2 separate regions of the Mus musculus genome follow, and region 1 is linked to region 2. A link is a contact called in public promoter capture Hi-C data. All regions are on one chromosome and are shown on one strand. Each heading gives the region's core, a stretch centred on a gene start, on an enhancer-like site or on the middle of the called end of the contact. The rest is flanking DNA. Distances are from core to core; before and after follow the strand shown. Region 1 holds the start of Gpr82 (G protein-coupled receptor 82). Region 2 holds the start of Atp6ap2 (ATPase, H+ transporting, lysosomal accessory protein 2).

The links. Promoter capture Hi-C pulls out the DNA fragments that hold promoters and counts their contacts.
Region 1: a promoter capture Hi-C map of erythroid cells shows a contact between it and region 2, with 49 times the contacts expected there. The contact joins the promoter of Gpr82 here to the promoter of Atp6ap2 in region 2. A contact is called at or near these places in 2 of 39 promoter capture datasets (erythroid cells and liver) and 2 of 115 datasets of contacts at active chromatin or transcription factors (the 230-238 cell line and double positive thymocytes).

What each region holds. Positions count from the first base shown.
Region 1 is chrX:13,656,898-13,664,069 of GRCm38.p6, forward strand. Gpr82 (G protein-coupled receptor 82) reads left to right here and starts at 4,466. Exons shown (of 4, transcript NM_175669.3): 1 at 4,466-4,546; 2 at 5,431-5,521. All of the region lies in intron 5 of Cask (calcium/calmodulin-dependent serine protein kinase (MAGUK family)), which reads right to left.
Region 2 is chrX:12,583,986-12,590,696 of GRCm38.p6, forward strand. It overlaps Atp6ap2 (ATPase, H+ transporting, lysosomal accessory protein 2), which reads left to right and starts at 3,774. Exons shown (of 9, transcript NM_027439.4): 1 at 3,774-3,950. The coding sequence starts at 3,911.

The DNA of each region.
Region 1 (7,172 bases), core at 3,216-5,715, 1.1 Mb after region 2:
AAAAAAAAAAAAAAAGAACTGTGTTGCGGTGATATACTGCCCTCTGCTGGCCAGAGCTCTAAAGAAGCAAGCACTTTACAGAGCTGTTCCATGTTAAAATGTAACAAAGCTTTTCTTTCCAATTGTTTTCTACTAGGTATTTCAGGTTGGTTTTTCCTAAAATAAAGGCAACAAGAAAATATTAGAAACAGCCAGGTATGTATACTTGTCTAGAGTGACTGATTTCAACTCTAAATTATTTCCACATATCAAAAGGTTGCATCAAGATGCAAGTGCCAATGGATGAGACTCCTAATTTAATAGGAATTATCAGTGACTGCTAAAATCCACTGTGTAAAAGGGTAACATTAAATTTAGGATCTCAAAATATAAGCTTCAGATTACATAAAAAGTTGACATAAGTAAAAGCTATTTTTGGTCAAAGGAGATATGAGATACTTGGTCACCTTATCAGAAGCATCAACGCCCAAACAGCTTTTTGTACGGGTACCTTGTCTTTTTGTTGTTACTTATCTTATTTACTTAGTTTTTGTTTGTTTTAGTTTTCTTTTCTTTTTTTGAGAGAGACAGAAAGAGACAAAGTTGAGAGGGAGGGGAAGGAGGGAGAGAGAATGTGAATTTGGGTAGGGAGGATTTGGAGGATGGGAAAGGATATGATACAAATATATTATATGAAATGCCTTTTAAAATAAAATAAAAAATAACAGATTCTATGAGTGCTATCTTATCTAATGTGAGTCAGGATAAACAACCTTTAACACTTGGGATCAATTCAAGCCCTAGTTGTGTTACAACACATGATATGCTTGTCCTGTTGAAGAAATAAAAGCATTTATCTCCGATATATCTTAAACCTTCTATGTATGTATGTATGTATATATGTACATAAATATAAAATATAGTTAAGTGGTTGTCATTTATTATCAAATTTTGGTATTTTTTGAGACAGGGTTTTTTTGTGTAGCAGAACAGGCTGGCCTCAAACTCACAGAGATCTCCTTGGGATTAAAGGGGTGTGCCACCATCACCCAAACTCTCTCCTCTCCTCTCCTCTCCTCTCCTCTCCTCTCCTCTCCTCTCCTCTCCTCTCCTCTCCTCTCCTCTCCTCTCTCTCTCCCTTTCCCCCTCCCTCTCTCTCTCCCTCCCTCCCTCCCTCGCTTGCTTGCTTTCTGAGACAAGGTCTCATTATATAGACTTGTTTGACCTGAAACTGTGTAGACCAGGCTGGCCTCAAAGTCAGAGAGATCCATCTGTTCTGCCTCCAGAGTGTTGGGATTAAAGACCTGTGCTGCCATGCCTGGCTGTTATCAATTGTTCTAGCAGTTCACATAAACTGCAGTACTTCAATTTTGGGGGTTCTCAATATGAGCAATTGAATTCAAACACTAACAGGTACAGGAAAGAACACCTCGTGCCCAATTCTCTTTCCCTGGCCATTGATATAACCTCCTCCTTGAGTAAAGACAAAAAGGGACACAAACACAGTCTTAATCTTAAAACAATTTTATCGAGAAATTAAAAAGAAGTGGCTAGAAATAAGATGACCTTGTTCTTGGAAAGAAACATGGAGAATTCTGGGCACTGATACATGATCGTAATCTCTTTGCATTCCCAGTTGCTGTGTTGTGATATGGGCATGTGTTTACTTGTGGTAATTCGTGATAGGTCACATTTCTCCCAGACTCTTGTCAAATGCCTTATTTTCTAAAATGCCTGCTTTTAAGGAAAGAAAATAAGTTTCTTTGTACACTTCAAAGGTAGCACAGGCACGGCAGGCAGTAACACAAGAATTGCTGGCTCATTTACATCTTTACCTTTGGCTTTCAAAGTACCCACAGGGAAGAATGGTTGGTTCTGAAACATGATATGAGCATGCAACTGCACACACATGAACACACGTACACATCCATAAAAAGAGGGGAAAAGCCCCCTGATAGTCCTAAAAACCACTGACTTCTCATTCAGGCCCCCAGGGACCTAAAAGCACAGTGTAAGCCTGGTGTGTCTGCCTTCATTTTGCATCTATCTCTTTTAATCTGGCTCATTAGCTTTGTCTACTTCTTTCAATATGAATCACTCAAGGAGTGTCTATCAAATTATCACTTATTCCATTGTCCTTTGAGGCCAAGGACACAGAGACAGGACTAAAGGGGGCATCTTAGTGTCAGCTTTTTACCATGTTCTGTTCCGGATGCCTAAAAGGTGCCTAAAGATATCCAGTTATTATCCTAAACCAGGACTCCCTTGGATTCTATCACCTAGATGATGAAATTTAACCAGTGAGGACTAGAGTGTGAGCAATCATCTCCTGGGGACCACCCTGTTCCCTTGAACAATAAGAAAGCCTACAGACTACCTTTGCTGAACCATAACTGAGACAATGATCAGTGAGTCACACAAACTACTGGCTACACCTTGACTAAGGCTGTATAATTATGCACAACTCTTGCCTCCTTGCCTCAATTTGTCCTCTAATCTACAGCTGATATCAGTACCCTGAGAGGGATTTGGGGTCACCAGACACTGTTCCTCTTTTTGATGTGCACATGATTACCTCTCCTGTCTCTGATTTTCACGATTTGTCATTTGCTTCTTGAGTTGGCATATTAAGATGGGTGGCCAAGGCCAGCCTGTTAGGGTTGCTGGAGAAAGCGCTTTTATCCTAAAACTCTAGTTACACTTGGGTCTTCCACGACTACAGATTCTTGTAGTAGAATGTGAGGACCTGAGAGCAGTAGCACTGGAAACAAGGCTATGGCCAGATACCACATCCTAAAGAGAACAGAAGGTTCACTGAACTTGAACAAACCACAGCTTTGAGTAACAGGACTGCACTGCACATCTAAAGCTAACTGGCTTGTGTAAGCATTGAACTGATGAACAAGGCTTACTGTGGTCCCCTTTGAGGGAAATTAAGAATGGTGTTCTAATATGCACACATTTAGACACGTGTTCTTGTCTTGCACAATAGCTTCCCTCTCAATGCCCTGAGCTACTGATTGGTCAGATGGACAAATTTTAAACTGTCCAGTTGTAGCCAATTTAGATATTAGCTTGGAGAGCCAAAAAGTAAGTTCCCATTTGAAACACACAAGTTCAGATAAGTCTAAGGTATCTCATGTCCTCCTGCTTTTGGTTTTGAGGGAAACTGGTAAGTGACCCTCAAACCCACCCCTCAAAGTTGATAGAGGTAGTAACAACAGCTCACCATGGGCTGCAAAACTGAATGAGCTTTCCTTTTGGATCACTCTTACTAAAATACTCCAAAGGAATTCCAGGGGCCAGATTTAAAACCATCACCTGAGGCAGATCAGAAGGATCAGAAGAGTATGTACTGGAGAGTGCTTGGGCAGATGATCTGAGAAGTAATCAGATAAGGAGATTTACATGTGGACAAAGGAAACCGCACTCTGAAGAGGAGAAAGATGAGAACACAAAGAGCCAGAGAAAATTTGTGATCCCGAAGTCCAAAGGGGCACACTATGTCCTAGAGAACTTGCAACTTGGTTTGATATTCTTGAAATAGCTCCATGACAAGGAATATTTTTGTTAGCTTAGTATTTCCTGCCATTACTTTTTTCTACTACTGGAGAGTATTGTTTACTGTCTTAGAAAATCTTTTATAGTATTTACCTAGTCGTCTCACTTGAGTCGTTTCTTCCCCGAGCCTCATTTTCCACCACCATCTATCACACATTCTCTGTTCTTCCCTTTCAGTTCTTTTAATGAACCATTGTGATTTACCAACTCACTAAGTTTTTATTTCTCAGACACATCACATCTACATCTTCCTTGGATTTGAAGACACTCTAGTTTGTGGTTAGCATTATACTTCTGGGACCTCCATGTGCTACTAGAAATGTAGTAGAAACTCCAATAAATATTTGAGTGAACTGTACTGTTTAAGGAAAATGTATGATAGTGAAATCCAAAATGGTCTGAGAATGGAGCAATGGCCACCATTTTAAGGAATTGTCCATCTTGGGGAACTCAGGTCTAGGAAAGGGCTTGCCGGCTATGCAAACATCCTGGAGATGGGCCACAATGAACACACAGTGGGACAGTAGGGAGAAATTATGTGCCTTCCCCTTTCCTTCTCCAGAAGTTACCTTTGTGCTAAAGAAGAGCTCACCTAAATGACAAAAATGTTAATTGCCAAACAATTTGTGGATTTATTGGCACCCCCACCTCCAACTCCTGGTGACTTTCTGATAACATCTGAATGTGCAGCTCTCCTTGTTCTTTTAATCCCCTGCATCAGTTAACACAAAGCATACAAATTGCTGTGGAGGTTAACTTGTAGATAACTAATGTGTTTGTAGCTATTTTCAGAAGGTCAAGGTTGATTACAGTTCTAGCCAGAGGCGGGCAGGGGAATGGGCACAGAGCCTCCTGCCCATCGTTCGACTGTATAACCCAGGCTTTCCTACCCTTCTTATAACCCAATTCTCCAAGACAGAGCTTTGCTGATGGTTGCCCTCTCCAGCTTCTCAGGATCAATCTTTGAGTAAGCCCAACTTCTCATCATCTACGTACTAGACGAGTGGTAAGCAAATGAGGTGGACTTGGGTTTGGAAACAAGAATTGGCAGAACTGGGCTGGGGATGCAGGTTGCTCAGTGGTCAGTGCTAAATGCACATTTAGCCTTCGGTTATGGTCAGTTCAGACTACATGCTATAACTATTAATTTGTTTTGAAACACATTTGCTACCTCCAAAATCCATCATAAAATGTTCTAACTCATGTACTCATTATTACAACTCCAAATGGAGGTAGAACATGCCAATTAGAAGTAGAGAAAAGTTGTTTATTAGTAACCAAACTGGGTTCTAGTCCCTATATATACTCTGAGCACACAGAGAGCAAGCATCTCTGGGCATCAGTTTTTTTCAATCTTAAAACAGCAGAGACCACTGATGAGCATGAATTTTAATCCAGCCTAGTGATATTTGATTTGAGCAAGCCGGTATAAATAAGAAAACTTCAAGTTTTGTTTTGTTCTACTCTTAGAAAAGATGGATTGCAAAGAAGCTGTTCACAAATGATTTTGTAGTGAAGTTTAGAGACAAATTTATGTTGGTATTTTATTGAGTTACTGGAAAGAAGTTCCTTTTACTATGCTCACAGAAAAATAATTAGCTATGTGTGATTAAACCTTAGAAATGCAACTTCAGCCAATCACAACAATAAAGCTAACTACTTCATGAAATCATCATAAGTATACTACATATATATTTATTTATACAGTACATATTTATACTAAATATATGTATTACCCACTAACTTCCTCCCACTAAAGAAATAGAGAAATGAGGGTTGTGTTTGTTTTTTTTTTTTTAAGGAGGTACTGGTTATATTTACTGTAACTGTTGACTTTCTTCAACAATCTAATTTCCCTTTTTCTCCCCACTGTACTTGGTGTCATGCAAGACTCTACTCATACTGATTAAGGATACTGGAAGAGTGAAGATCAGAGAACTGTGAGTGTGAAACAGTCAATGAGCATAAGCTACTCAGACAGGTAAGGATGATTTTTGGGGGGGGGCTCAGTTTTAGCTTAAAGGTTAACTTTGTAAGTGTCTAAAAGGACTAAACTATTTGAATTGTGAAATCTGATCATTAAATAAGGTAGTCAGCTCAAGAAGTGTTTAAATAGCCACAAGTAACTGCTAGAGTTGTACAAGTTTTCTCATTTGTCAAATTAGCACAGTGTGTACACAGACATTCTGCTGAGGAGAATGTACACTTGGAGAGATATCCTTGGAAGCAATTCTGTAAGACTCACTTTTATTTGCCTTCTCAAGTTTAATTGCATTTTACAAATTTTTAAAACTAAATTTCTAGTAGCTTTTGAATCAAAGGCTGTTACTGAATGGGGCATGAATTTGGGAAGCTGAAGATGGGGAGTGAGTTGTTATTTGTTTTATAGAGACTCACCATCACCTAACATCTAAGTAATAGTATTCTGCTCTTCTTTCATTAGGGAATAGTTGCTACTGATATTCATAGAGGAACCTCTGCTGCTTTCAGCATGGAATGCATTATCTCTATGAGGCAGAGGCTACTGGAAGCTTTGCATAAAAGAAGCTTCATCTCTTAAAAAAAGCTTTGGCCCTTCAGTAAAACCAACATTTCTTTTGAACAGAAGGGGACCTTTCTTTCTTCCTGTCCTGTCCTGTCCTGTCCTGTCCTGTCCTTTCCTTTCCTTTCCTTTCCTTTCCTTTCCTTTCCTTTCCTTTCCTTTCCTTTCCTTTCCTTTCCTCCCCTCCCCTCCTCTTTTCCTTCCTTCCTTCCTTCCTTCCTTCCTTCCTTTCTTTCTTTCTTTCTTTCTTTCTTTCTTTCTTTCTTTCTTTCTTTCTTTCTTTCTTTCTTTCTTTCTTTCTTTCTTTCTTTCTTTGAGGCAGGGTTTCTCTGTGTAGCTCTGGCTGTTTTGGAACTCACACTGTAGACCAGGCTGGCCTTGAACTCAGAAATCCGCCTGCCTCTGCCTCCCGAGTGCTGGGATTAAAGGGTGCACCACCACATCCCGGCTGGGGATTTTTCTTAATAAGTGAACTGGTTCATTTCAATTGTTATTTGCCTAATTTTGAAATCAGCAAGGTTACAGATTAAGGTTTGATATTAAGAGTATCTACAACTCCTATCCATAAAGGCACTCTGAAACATATGATGCAGTTTCTGAATAAAAATTGTAAAGAAATAAAGTGAAGATAGTGGCAGACCTTGATAAAGGGTCTCAGTACTTGAATGCAGAAAATTTTTAAGTATTTAGGTAAGAGATTGGCTTAAAAGTTGTTTCAGAATGATAATGTATTATGAAATGATCCTCATTTTTAATAAAATCCAATGTAATTTTAAAGCAATTCAAGATGCAGAAAATAATAAGACCAAGATGCTGAAGTGGGGTAGAGAATACAATCCTGAAAGGGCAGAGATCAGAAGATGCTCTGTGGAAAAACCTTTTTATGTTCATCATCAAAAGAGAGAAGATGGTTAACAAAAGATTAAGAAACTCTCCTATAAATCATAAAAGTGTGCAAAATATGGTGCCCCAAAAGTCAATGGTGAAAATAGAGAAATCATGTGCCTTTAAAAATCAATAAATATAATTTATTAAGTTGGTAATTATAACTGCAACTTTGGAAGATAGAAATCAGGATTGTTGTTTGACC
Region 2 (6,711 bases), core at 2,524-5,023:
TTCCTGACCTGCTTGAGTTCCAGTCCTGGCTTCCTTGGTGATGAACAGCAGTATGGAAGTGTAAGCCGAATAAACCCTTTCCTCCCCAACTTGCTTCTTGGTCATGATGTTTGTGCAGGAATAGAAACCCTGACTAAGACAAACTGGTACCAGCAGAGTGGGGTATTCCTGTGACAACCTGACCATGTTTTGGGGAGGTCTGTGGAAGGACTTTGGAATTTTGGGCTTGAAGATCCATTCGTTGTTAAGAGCTCTGTCAGATGTTTTGTAGGAGCTTGGAAGATAATGTTGAGAACAGTGCAGAAGATGGAGGCCTGGCTTGTGAAATTTCAGAGGGAAAATTAAAGACTCTTTTCAGGGCCATTCCTGTTTTGATTGTGAAGATTCTGTAGTTCTGGTTAGCTGGGGCTGAAGAATCAGCTGTGATTAACAAGATACCAGAACTACTAAAGCAAAAACTTTGCATTACTGGGACTATTGATGCTGGTTAGCTGGAGCTAAGAAATTAGCGGTGATTAAGAAGAGACCAGCATCATTGAGGTGACATTTTCTGGGAAGTGTTTTCTGAGAGCACAGTGGCTGTGTTCCAGATATAGCCAAAGTTGTACATTGTGCTGTGGCTGGACTTGGTAATGTGTAAGGGTCACCCAGGTGGTACTGGTTTTGAAGGCATGAAGGAGTTGAGCAGAGCAGCTGAGGCTTGGCACTGTGAGAGGCCATGGAAGGCCATTGGTGAAAGTGCAGCCTCAGTTGCAATTGATGGCCCAGGACTGAAGGGGTCATGCAGTGTTTTGGAGATGCCAGTACCATGAGATGACCACCAAGAGCAGCAGCAGCAGTGGATTACAGGCATCTGGAGCCTAGAGGATGACGCGTGTGCTACAAAGGGCATGGCTGGAGAAGTGACCCAAGCCCTTGGAGGAGCCCAGAAGATCGTGAGTTGGATCCCAGACATTGGACGGTTGGAGATTGACTTTTGCTTTTGATTGTGACTGTGCCCTGATATTTTCCCTCTTGAAGGAAGAAACTGTTTTAGTGGAGCCCACAGTTAAGAGACTTTTAATTGTAAAAAGACTTTGGATTTTAGAAGATATTGGACATTTTAAAGGGATTGACTTTTAATATTAAAGACTGTGGGACTTTTAATGTTGTTTAGATCTTGGGGGTGAATAAGAAATTAAGGGTTGAGGCTTACTAGTGATGTGTTTGTGTGTCAAGTTGACAAGGGGTCAATTGTACTGGCTAGTTTTGTGTCAACTTGACACAGCTGGGGTTATCACAGAGAAAGGAGCTTCAGTTGAGGAAATGCCTCCATGAGATCCAACTCTAAGGCATTTTCTCAATTAGTGATCAAGGGGGAAAGGCCCTTTGTGGGTGGGACCATCTCTGGGCTGGTAGTCTTGGGTTCCATAAGAGAGCAGGCTGAGCAAGCCAGGGGAGGCAAGCCAGTAAAGAACATCCCTCCATGGCCTCTGCATCAGCTCCTGCTTCCTGACCTGCTTGAGTTCCAGTCCTGGCTTCCTTGGTGATGAACAGCAGTATGGAAGTGTAAGCCGAATAAACCCTTTCCTCCCCAACTTGCTTCTTGGTCATGATGTTTGTGCAGGAATAGAAACCCTGACTAAGACACTGACTATATCCCTAAATGAGATTCATTTAGACACATTCTTGCAGGGATACTGGCTCAAACCTGTTCTCCAACAGGCAACAAAATGGATCAGCATGGAATTTTAGTTGGTGTGCACAGAAGTGACCTTATGTTAAATTCTCTTTTATTTCTCTACTTATGTTGTGGTGTGTGTGTGTGTGTGTGTGCGCGCGCGCTTGTGTGATAGATGATAACTTCCAGGGGTTGGGTCTACCTTCCCACCTTGTGGGGCATGGTCTCTCTGGTTTCTGCTGCTATGTTGTGTACTCCAGGCTAGTGGGTCCTGGAACTTCCAGACCATTCTGTCATCTCTGCCTCCCATTTCAACCCAGGAGTGCTGAGATGCACAGCACCAAATCCAGATTGGTTCAGGGATCTAACTTGCATCTTCAGTGTTACACAGCTAGTGTCTTCACCAGTTGAGCCAACTCCTTGGCCCTTGAAAAAGAATTTTTAAAAATTTTTAAAATGTTTGTGGTAATCCTGGCACAGCTTATGCTTTTGAAATTAGCTGCCTTAGACATTTTGGTTCTAATATAATAATTTTACATTCCTAATAGAAAGACAACCAGCCCTTCATAGTCCTTTAAAGACACGTGTGCAAATTCTCTGTTGGACAAAAACACAAAATTGAGAGTTAAGAGCTTTCTGAGGTTGAGTGAGGAAGTCCAGAATGCTTTATAAATTGAGTGGCTTTGGTAAACATAGCGATTTCTAGAAACTGCCTTCTGAGTAAGGGGGCAGGGGTTGATTCCAGTTCTGGGGCTGGCTAAGTTTCACCTGGAGAACTAACTGCTGGAGGTGCTGCAACGCTTTGTTCTCCCGTAGTCAGTTCCAAGAATAAAACAGCCATCTCCCCTCAAGGGCACCTATCTTACGTCTGTGTACTGAACACTGTCCAGCCATTTCCAATGGTTCCTCCACTTGTACTTAATGAATTGTAGTTCTTCTGTGTACAAGTCAAGGTCTTTTAAAAGAAATTATTTTCCTGAGGTATGGCTCAGTGGTAGAGCACTTGCCTAGATTGTGCACAGATCTGGAGTTCCATCCCCAAACGATAAAGGAAGGAAGGAAGGAAGGAAGGAAGGAAGGAAGGAAGGAAGGAACTAAAATTTTAGCTCTATCCTTCTATCCTATAAAATCTCTTTTGTCCAACTAAACATTTAAAAGTTCATCGGAAGAGGCATTTCCCTACCATATATGCTATACTCTTTCTTTACACTTTCCACATCCTCCACTTACATATTAAAATCATATTCATCTTTCAAGGTCATCAACTGAGAAGTTGTTTTCTAACCACAGATTATGGGCAATGTCACTTCTTGCCTTACATCATAGGTAAGAGGCTATGAGCCAAGGGATGATTTTGGTCTAATTAGTGTGTCTAGCCGTCACATAGCCTCCCTGAACTCCTTATTCAGATTAGAAAATATTAATTATTTCAGAACGAAATAATTAATATTCTATCGGATCACTCCTTGTGTACGCAGTGTTTGGAGGCAGAGTTGTTCAATACAGTAAATCAAAAAACAGGATACCCTGTTATATTTCACTTTCAGACAATGGATACTTCGTATATATAAAAATAAGTAAAACAAATATTTTAGACACACTAAAAATCACTCTTTGCAACTCAGATTCAAGCGGGAGTCCTATATTTTAAGTAGCATCTCTTCTAGATGGACAGGGGTTCCCCTAGGCGCCAGGCTTCCTTCCCTCAGGTACTCAGCGTCTGTGTACTCCAGAGAGCAAAACCTGAGCTAGCCCAGCGCTTTCCATCTGTCAGTCGCAGCGGGCGGGAGGTGCAAGACCGGGAAAGACCGAAGCCTGGGTTGAAAATCGTCACCGGAGGTTGGACAAAGAGTCCACACCCGGGAGTAAGCCTCACTGTGGGCTTTCGAGAACCTGCAACCAGTGGGGCCACCTGCTCTAACCGCGGGCCCTACCCTTCATCTCGTGACCGGTCGTTGTGGGCCGGCGGGACAGAACCGCCCTGTTCTTAAAACTCTTGACTCCTATTGGCAGAGCATGCCATTCATCACGTTCGCCTCCGCCCCAATTGCTGACGTCGACCAGGCTACGTCTCGCTCGTGTAGCGGCGTAGTTGGCGATTGGCTGAGACCTTGTCTTGGAGCGGCTAAAGGGGAGGGGCTTGGGGATCGGAACCGTCGGGAGCGCGTCACTCGGTCGAGCTGCAGTGCTCGCTTGAGTCCCGGCGTCCCTTTTCGTGTGGCTCATCTCCGCTTCAGCAACCGTGGCACCATGGCTGTGCTGGTCGTTCTCCTGTTCTTTCTGGTGGCGGGTGAGTAGCTGGGAAGCACTGCGGGAAGCTAGGGGGCGCGGGGACCCTGGGAGGGAGCGGCTGCTGGCGGGGGCCGCAGTGGGGGCGGTCTGGGCTTGGCGGCCCTCTTCGGGGTTCTGGACCTTGATCTGGCTCGGGCGGAGCGGCCTTGTGGTCTCTGGAGACGAGCAGGGCCACCTGGGGGGACTCCGGAGCTGACATCAGCCTTTGGGGGTAAAGGCGCGTAGCCGCTTAGGACCCAGTCCTCCCATTTGTCTGATCACTCCTTCCCTGTTCAAGGCCCTTTGGAGGATGGGTTTGCATTTCTTAATACACCGTTGAACCACAACCCACTACCAAGGAAAGGTTAGCTAACAATTTAGCTGCCGCTTTTTAGCTGCTGTCTTTTTTCCACCTTCATTTCTAATGGTTGTTATTGACAACGGGTGAACCCTTACCTCCCTCATATATACATATCAGGATGTGAAGTTGAGTCATCGTTTTTTAAATAATGATTATTTCTTAAGATGATCGCAATTTCTTAGTATTGATTTCAGTTCCCAATTTGAAGGATTTGGAGAGCAGGGTATGAGTCATGCTTTTAGGATCACATGTCAAATAAATGGTAGCTTTCTTAGTGGAACCTACCTAGGCTCTCTAACATGGAATAAGAAGAATGGAAATGAGCTAATATTTGGCCTGTGGCTTGAGTATCATGTAGTAATGCATTTCGTTTACAGTAATCCTTAGAAGAAAGTATTCCCATTTTGCAGAGTATGAATCAAGCTGGGTATGACAAGGGGAATATGTATCAAAGCTGGGCATGACAAGGGGAATATGTATCAAAGCTGGGTTTGAAGACAGACAGATCAGTTGACTTCCAAGAAGGGGATGGATGCCTTTCCACTCTGTGTGTGTGGCACAGGGAGTGCTGTGTGGCAACGTGGGAGTAGTGGGACAGACGCTGAGCTTGCAGACAATAAGATACAATAAGTCAAGTGAAGCCAGGCATGGCGGTGCATGCTTTTAATCCCAATACTTGGGAGGCAGAAGCAGGTGGATCTCTTGAGTTCGAGGCCAGCCTGGTCTACAGAGTGAGTTCCAGGACAGCCAGGGCTACACAGAGAAACCCTGTCTCAAAAAAAAAAAAATCAACTGGAGAGCACCTTGGGGAGGAATGGGTGTTTTGTGTCAAAGAGATACCTTGTGCCTGTGCTGTGTGAGATGCTGGTCCTACTTTTGGAATGGCAGTTGAAGTGAAAAAGACCTAGTAATGGTTTTGAGCACCAAACCTCTTCTCTGCCCTGGAGGTGCCCAGCCCTCTGTGTTAATAGTTAACATATATTTCAGGCCTCCAAAGTGTTAGGGTCTCCTTCATTGTTGTTGGTTCTGGAAAGGCCATTCTGATTTAATCAAGATACTTTGGGGATTTTTCAAGGTACTTTGGTAACTGCTTGCCACAAAAGCATGAGGGCATGAGTTTAAACCCCAGCACCTGTATAAATAAGCACCCGTGTGTGCTGATAATCTCAGGGCTGGGGAGGTGGAGGTGGGTGGATCCCTACAAGTTCCTTGCTGGCCACTGTAGCCTAATGGGTAAGTTTCACATTCCAATGAGAGACAGGGTGGACAGTTCCTGAGGCAAGACGCTGCAGGTTGACCTCAGATTCCACATGCTTGCACATACATCCATGTGTCCGTGTACACACACACACACATTGGGAGAATTCTTTTGTTTTAATTTGGTTTAAAAGTTAAAAACGAAACCTTTCCATTGACACTGTAGTTCAGCTGGACATCTGTATCCTGCCTGCCATCTTATGAAGACCTAGATGTCCCTGACCTCAGAGAGATCTGCCTGTCTCTACCTTATGAGTACCACTGTGTTCAGCTCTATGACATTTTGAGTCAGGGAGGTCTTGGTTTTTGGTTTGGTTTTTGTCTAAGGTAAAATAATTATTTCTCTCCATGGTCCGGACATGCTAGCCTTGCTAAAGTGGTTTAGTTCATATAACAGTTGTCTGAGCTGCTGGCTCTTGTCAGGTGTCAGTACAGTGTTATTTTCCATGGTGACTAAGCGTGATTTAGTGGAAAACATCTTTAAGAGCTCAGATTTCACTGTTTGCTTTGAAACAGTGTTAGGGAACTAGAAAGAACTAGGGAACCTGGGCTATGACTACCAAGTTCCGAGGCATATTTGAAAAAGTTCAGATTTTAGCCTGGAGAAAAAGGACCAAGAGCTAACACATGGTATTGGTACAGATGCTTGTAAAGGAGGGAGTTGATTTTGGTCTCTGATGTCCTGGAGACAGAAGTAGCCCATATCCCTTTTTTAAGTTGATTGATTTTGTTCCATCATTCATAGAAGCTCACTGCACAAGATCGTGGAGTCTCTGAGGAAGGGACACTAACTCCCTCTCGAAGACAGACTGGAGAAGCTCAAGGAATGTCCCCCAGGGGAGGTGTCTCCCAAGAAGATTATAGGAAAGGCTGAGGTGGGGGAAAGAATTCAAATGGAACAGTGTGTGCATGTGAGCACAGGGTAATGAGAGCAGAAGAGCAGGGGGCTTGTTGAAATCTTAGAAGTCAGCTTGGTGAGCTGGCCAGGGGACATTGTTTTCCCAAAAGACTCTGGGCAGTGAGCACAAGCATTTAAGCCGAAGGGTGAATAAACAGATTTGTATTTTGGAAATATGAAGAGAAAACTGGAGCTGAGGGTAGTATGACAGGGTCATAGGCAGCCAGCTGCAGCAAGCCTGGTGAGGGATGGCCATGGTAGTGG